Linked DNA regions of Sus scrofa: region 2 is linked to region 1. Evidence: chromatin contacts called from public HiChIP or PLAC-seq data. All regions are on one chromosome and are shown on one strand. The core of a region is the stretch at or near the end of the contact, and the rest is flanking DNA. Distances in the headings are between cores, read along the strand shown. Region 1 holds the start of FKBP4 (FK506 binding protein 4, 59kDa). Region 2 holds the start of WASHC1 (WAS protein family homolog 1).

Evidence for each region. HiChIP or PLAC-seq counts read pairs in DNA pulled down with a chosen protein or histone mark.
Region 2: an H3K27ac HiChIP or PLAC-seq map of alveolar macrophages shows a contact between it and region 1. The contact joins the promoter of WASHC1 here to the promoter of FKBP4 in region 1. A contact is called at or near these places in 12 of 47 Hi-C or Micro-C datasets (alveolar macrophages, embryonic fibroblasts, epiblast stem cells and 7 more) and 2 of 2 datasets of contacts at active chromatin or transcription factors (alveolar macrophages and skeletal muscle).

Annotation. Positions count from the first base shown.
Region 1 is chr5:67,320,331-67,323,707 of Sscrofa11.1, reverse strand. It overlaps FKBP4 (FK506 binding protein 4, 59kDa), which reads left to right and starts at 2,080. Exons shown (of 11, transcript NM_001195337.2): 1 at 2,080-2,254. The coding sequence starts at 2,150.
Region 2 is chr5:67,411,157-67,414,327 of Sscrofa11.1, reverse strand. It overlaps WASHC1 (WAS protein family homolog 1), which reads left to right and starts at 1,920. Exons shown (of 12, transcript NM_001244483.1): 1 at 1,920-1,948. LOC110260591 (formin-like protein 3) reads right to left here and starts at 2,948. Exons shown (of 3, transcript XM_021091247.1): 1 at 2,896-2,948; 2 at 1,751-2,390; 3 at 1,217-1,234. The coding sequence starts at 2,948. The coding sequence ends at 1,217.

The DNA of each region.
Region 1 (3,377 bases), core at 831-3,330:
AATTTACAACCAAGAGCACATCATGTGAATACCCAGAAAAAATTCTGGAAACAGTAAGGTCCTGCTCTGGGATCCAGAGCCTCTACTATCCCTCCCTCTCCCAGCCCCTCATCACTCATGGACTGAATGGACACAGAACTTCCTCCTTGCAATCCTTTCCCTCTGGTCGTTCCCCTTCCGCACAAATACTTTCCCCTCTTTCACAGACCTCTGTATCCTTACCACTTTGTCCTCATTTCACCATATCACTTACCACATTAGAATAAGGACCATTATTTATTAACCACCCGATTGAAGGTGGCCTGGTCTACAGGCCTGACATACATTCCCTTCCTTTAAACCATCACTACTACCCTCGACAGATGGTACCAACCCCATAACCTGCCTCGAATCAGTATCCCAGTGACGCAGCTCTTTGCTTACTCCAGAACAGTTGCTCTTTCTCTCGTCATCATGTGTTTATGCAAAAGCAGCACATCTTCAGTGCTTGACTAACACGTGCTGACAAACGAAAACACATAAACCTATACTTTTTGCTTCCAATAAATAGGTGAAGAGCATTATTCTAAAGGGAACTTTTTCTATCCCAACTTGTTCTGCCACTGCCCCATGGCCCTAGCACCCCAAAAACGAGCACACGCTGAGAACAAGCTCCACACAGGTGCATAAGCCAACAGCAACATACCTGCCAAGGCGACAAGCCAGCACCTTAACCCCCATTCCTGTCTCTCAAGAGTTTTGCAGGGCCTTGGCATTAACTTCTCCCGCTAAGGACAAAGGAGAAAACAGATTTAACCTCTAGAGGAGCCACCCCCACCACCCTACGTCCTCAGACGGTGTGCCCAGTCACCCAATGAGAAATGTCCTGGTCCTAGCTAAATACATTTGCCGCACATTGCTGGAGAAGATGGTTTTACTTCTTCGGAATTCCCTTCCAGTCAAATTCCAACAGAGAGGATTACAACGAATTACCTAGTAGGTTACGGCCTTGAAATTTCATCTCCAATTGCCCTTTTAATTACCTACCTAAACATGATAGTTTGGGTAGCACAGCACAGGCCAACACAGGTCGAGGGCTCCAAGAAAAAGGTTTTATTATTATCATTGCTGTTATTGGAACACAAATTCATGTAGCCATGTGCGTGACACCACGGACCAGCACTAGGCTCAACTGGGTCAAGTGCTAAGCAAAAATCAAGGCCCTCCCTACAGGATCTTTTCGTCCAAAGGCTATTGTTTAGGTAACTAGACGCTGCGGTGCGTTGGCCTACCGTCCCCGATGTTCTGCTCGCCACAAGAAGTCCATAAACACTTGGGAACCCTTTATTAAGAAAATATCTCTTCCCATGGGCCTTCAGTAAAATAGAATGTCTTTTTCCGTAAGTTGAAACCGTTTTTCAGTATTAACCGAAATAACAGTTTTATTGTTGTCGGTAAAAGTCCCTTTAATACGGTCCCATTTGAGCCCTTAGCTCAGAGGCTCCTTTCTTGCAAACGGGCAGCTCAGGGCCTTTCACAGAGCCCCAGGCGGCAAGCCTCCCCCGCTCCGGGGAAACCCGGGCTGCCTCCCCCAGGCCCTGCGCGTCGCAGCAAAGCTCTCCACCCGCTTTGCGTTAAGTACGCGCTGCGAGCGAAGCGGGGAGGCCCGCCGGCCGCCCGCGTCTCCGGCCGGGGAGACGCACGCGCGGCGCCCACGTCCGGCTGCGCGGCGTCGGATGCTGCGGGGGATCGAGAAGGATCTGGAAGAATCCGGTTAGACCGCGGGACGGGCGGGGGAGGTTGAGAGGAAGCGCAGCCGGGGCGCGGGGCGGGGGGGTTGTCCCCGGAGTCTGAGGGTCCCAGGACCCGGAGGGCAGGCGCCTGGCGAGAAGAACGAAGCAGAGACAACCTTTCGCAGGAGCACCTAGATCGCCAGAGCCCGAACCGGCTCGGCCGCCGCCGTCTCTAGAAAGTTCTCCCCCCACGTCCCCAGCGGCCGCCCGGCTCCTCCCAGCCCCTCCCTCCGCGGCGGTGGGACCAATCGCTCCCCCGGCCGCCCACGACCCACCTCCTTCGCCCGCCTGCCTGCGCCCGCGCCGAAGAGGTGCGCGAGCCTCGGCCGCCCGCACAGCGCACACTGTCCGGCGCCCGCTCCCCGAGAAACGGCGCGATGACCGCCGAAGAGACTAAGACCGCCGAGAATGGGGCGCAGTCGGCGCCGCTGCCCCTCGAGGGGGTGGACATCAGCCCCAAGCAGGATGAAGGCGTGCTTAAGGTAAAGGGCGGGGGACGCCCCGGGGCTGCGAGGGACGCCGGGGGGGTCCATCGCCGCAGCACTCCAGCGTCCACCCGGGGTTCGGGGCGCGGACGGCCGCTTCTGCAGCTTCCCCGCCGGCCGTTGAGTAGGTCATGCAGCCACGGCCCGGCGCATCGCCTTCCCGGCTGGGCCGCCGGTTCGGAGCGGGAGTGTGGCCACACGCTCGGAAGATAGGTCTGGGCTGAGCCTCCCCAGTCCTCCAGTCTCCAGGTCCCCAGGCCCGGGGAAAGGCGAGAAGCGCAGCGCTTGCTCCCGCTGCGGCGTGCGCTGGGAGGGGCGCAACGGGAGGGCGGGCGCGCGAGCTGCAGGGGGCCCGGCAGCGTGCACCGCCCCTTTCTGCGACCCCGCGACCCCGCGCCCAGCTCCTCCCTTGCGGTTACAGCCGGGGAGCCCCCGGAACGCCAGCGTCTCGGTGTTGCGGAGCCCGCCAACTCCGGCAGTTGAACATTAGCCGGGACGCGAAGTGGGTCCCAGGAGTTATTTCCTGGCCCGCGGGCCTTTGTGCGACTTAGCGCGCGGGCCTGGTGCTCTCCACCCTCCCGTCACCCGCTTCCTAAAGGCTGGGACCCGGCTAGGTCACCCGCTCGGCCATGCTGTCCCCCCCCAACCCCGGTGCATGCCGGGACCTGTAGTTTCCCCCCCCTCCGCGCTCCGCTTCTCCCCCGCCCCGGCCTCCTGAGCGCGGGGTGCAGAGCTGGGAGGAGGTGCCTAGCTTGGGAACCGGCTACCAAGGAGCCAGGGGAGGGGTCTGGGACCCAGGCAGCAGGGCGTCTTGACCCAGGTCAGGACAACCGGCCATGGTTCAGAGCAGGTTCTGCGCTGTCCAGAATGGCGAAATCCTAGCCCAGATTCATGCCCTGTACTCACTCAGTGTCTCTCCTCCTCCTGGCTTCCTGCTGCTCAGCTCCACGTGTATGAGTGACCTAGGCTAGCTGCAGACTTTGGGAGCTCTTAGCTGGGCCAGAAATGCACCTGGCTGCTTTCCCAGTGGGCACGTGGCTTCCAGGGAGGCTCATTTCCCCTTTTATTCTTCAGTCCTTCCCCTCTAGGTTTCTATTCTCAAGTCCCACGTCCATTCCAT
Region 2 (3,171 bases), core at 671-3,170, 91 kb before region 1:
AACAAAGAAAATTAAGACTATTAGGAAGAGAGTAACTTTGCCATATTTGGCAAATAGAAACAAACACTTACTTAAGCACCCACGACATATGGATGTTCCCAGGCTAGGGGTCGAATCAGAGCTATAGCTGTTGGCCTGCACCACAGCCACAGCCAATCCAGATCCAAGCCTCATCTGAGACCTATGCCACAGCTCACAGCAACGCTGGATCCTTGACCCACTGAGCAAAGCCAGGGATTGAACCTGAGTCCTCATGGATACTAGCCAGGTTCGTTTCTGTGCACCATAATAGGAACTCCTGGCTTGCTGTATTTTTATCTGGCAACCCTGAAAGAGAGGAGCCAAGAATTTTGAGACAAGCCAATGGGCTCCAGGAGCTACTACTACAGGATCTCTGGACTGACACTTCCTTTATATATTTAACTTTTATTTATTTATTTATTTATTTATTTATTTATTTTATTATTTTCCCACTGTACAGCAAGGGGGTCAGGTCATCCTTAGATGTATACATTGCAGTTACAGTTTTTTCCCCCACCCTTTCTTCTGTTGCGACATGAGTATCTAGACATAGTTCTCAATGTATATATTTAACTTTTAAATGTCTCTTTTTTTAAAAGTCTAGCTATTTTTTCTTGTAGAAACAAAATTTTAACATAAAATTTGCCTTTTTAAACTTTTTTTTTTTTTTTTTTTTTTTTTTTTTTTTTTTTTAGGGCCGCACCTGCCGCATGTGGAAGTTCCCAGGCTAGGGGTTGAATTGGAGCCACAGCCACAGCAACTCAGGGTCCAAGCCCAGTCTGTGCCCTACACCACAGCTCATGGCAACACCAGATCCTTAACCCACTGAGCGAGGCCAGGGATCGAACTTGCAAACTCATGATTGCTAGTCGGATTCTTTCCACTGTGCCACAACAGGAACTTCTTTAACCATTTTTAAGTGGCATTACATACATCGTGGTGCAATCATCACCACTACCAATCTCCAGAATTTTTTCATCATCCCAAACTGACATGTTAAAGAAAACCAGAGTCGCACAGTAATAAAGCAGATTTTACTCAGGACTTTGCAACAGGGGGGAAAAAGGTAAGTATAGAACCGGGGTCAAGTCCAAATACAGCATGGACAAGTGGCAACTTCTAGCCAAGGAGGTGGGGGGGATTATTAAGAGGGTAGGGTAATTCTTAGCTAGGATTCTTGCTGCAAGCGGGCAGGTCAGGAATGGGACATCACCTAGGGACAGCGGTGGGGGCATAGGGAATTTGGTCAGACACCAGGTTGGTCTGCTAGAGAGGCGTTGAGGGGGGTGACTCTGGCTAAAGTGAGTAACAGGAGTCTCACAAAACTGGGCGACTCAAGAGCAGGTCTAGTAGAGAAGAGGACTCGGAAGAGCCTGATTAAAGTGTGGTCAAGGAGATACTGTCACCAACTCTATCCGTTAAACAATAACTCTCTCCATCGTTCTGGTTCTGTTCGGATCTGATGGTTCAGGGCACCTCGCATAAGTACACACATAAGTGTACCCCATTTGTCTTCCTGCGGCCTGCTTGTACTTTATACACGAGGGCGGGAACTGGGCGGGCTCTGGGCGGGAGCTCCGCCCGCGGAGGCCAAGACCTGAAAATCTGGGCTGAACGAGTCAGTCAAGCGGGTCGCCCAGGAAAGGGGGCGGGGGCAGAGCGGGGGCGGGGCCGCGCGGGGCGGGGCCGCGCGGGGCTGCGCAGGGGCGGGGCCGCGCGGGGGTCGCACCCGGCGGGCAGTCAGGCGGAGCTGCTGGGCCGGCGGAGTGTCTGGCCTTAGGGAGCCAGGCGCCGGCTGGCGGCTCCAGGCCAAGAGCGGCGGCGCGAAGCGGGCGGAACTGGCGTCTCTAGGCGGGGCCAGAACTCTGGGCCGGGAGCGTCGGGGAGGCGGAGCGGGAGGCGCCGGGGCCCGGCGGGCGGTGCGCAGGTGAGGGCACGGGCCTGGCCGGGGCGCGCGGGGCGGGGGCGGGGACGGGACGCGGAGGGGACCCGAGGAGGCAGGAGCAGGAGCGGCTTTGGGAGGCTCAGGTCGAGCCGCGAGCTGAACGGCGAGCCCGGGCCCGGTGACTTCCGCCTCGGCCGCTGGCTGGTTGCCCGCCCGGAGGGGCCGGCCTGGGCCTCCGTAGGCGGGCCCGTGCCCTCCGCACCCGGGCCCTGGGCGCCAATCCTCCGCCCGCCCGCGCTTCCCGGGGAGCCCCTGTCGGTTCTCAGGGAGGATCCGGCTCCAGCATACACTTCCTGGGTCCTGGCCCGGTCCTTCGGGCCTGCCTACCTCCACCCCGGGTCTCTGCACTGGATGCTTAGACCCTCTCTTTGCGGCCAGCGCTCCGGCCCCTGGTTGACTCCACACCTGCTTGGGTTCCGATTGCCTGCAGCCAAGCCAGGTGTCAGGGAGGGGTCCTGAGCACTTCCACAGTTATAAACAGCATTGTGAGACAGGGGTATACTGTATGTTCACTTCCCTGGGAGAAGCCACAGGTCTTAGTTTTTAGGGAGCCACCAGATTCCCTAAGGTATGAGTCGCATATGTGACTTTAAAAGGAAATGGTGAAATTAAGTAATACATTGTATTTAGCCCACTATATTTAAAATGTCATTTCAGCAGGTAATCAATATTTAAATTTTAATGAGATTTTTTTTCTTTTTTTTTTTGCTACTAAGCCTGAAATTCAGTGTATATTTTACACTTAAACTACATCTTGGTTCTGACTAGCCCATTTCAAGTGCTGACTAGCCCATGGAGCTAGTGGCTGCTGTATCGGATGACGGTATCTAAGGATTTCATTCTTGGTCTGCAGGCTCAAGTCCAGACTCCTTGCTGTGGTACTCAGTGTTTTTCACAGTCTGGCCTCTCTTTCTTTTCCTGCTACTTGCCGAAGGATGGTTTCATCCTCACTGCCCAAACCACTTGCCCTTCCCCTGCGCATCTTTGTTCAACGGTCCTTTCCACCTGGGGTGCTCTCCCTGGGCCTGGTCGGGAGGGTACAGCTTCTGCTGAGAGCTTTTCCTGACTCCTCTGACCTCAGGAGAGATTTATTCCTCAGTGTTCCCTAGTGTTGGATTAGAGCACTTATCACCTGCTGTTTAATTGTTTTCCAGGCTGTCTTCACAGCTAGTATGGCATCCTAATCATCTTTGTTCATCTTTGTT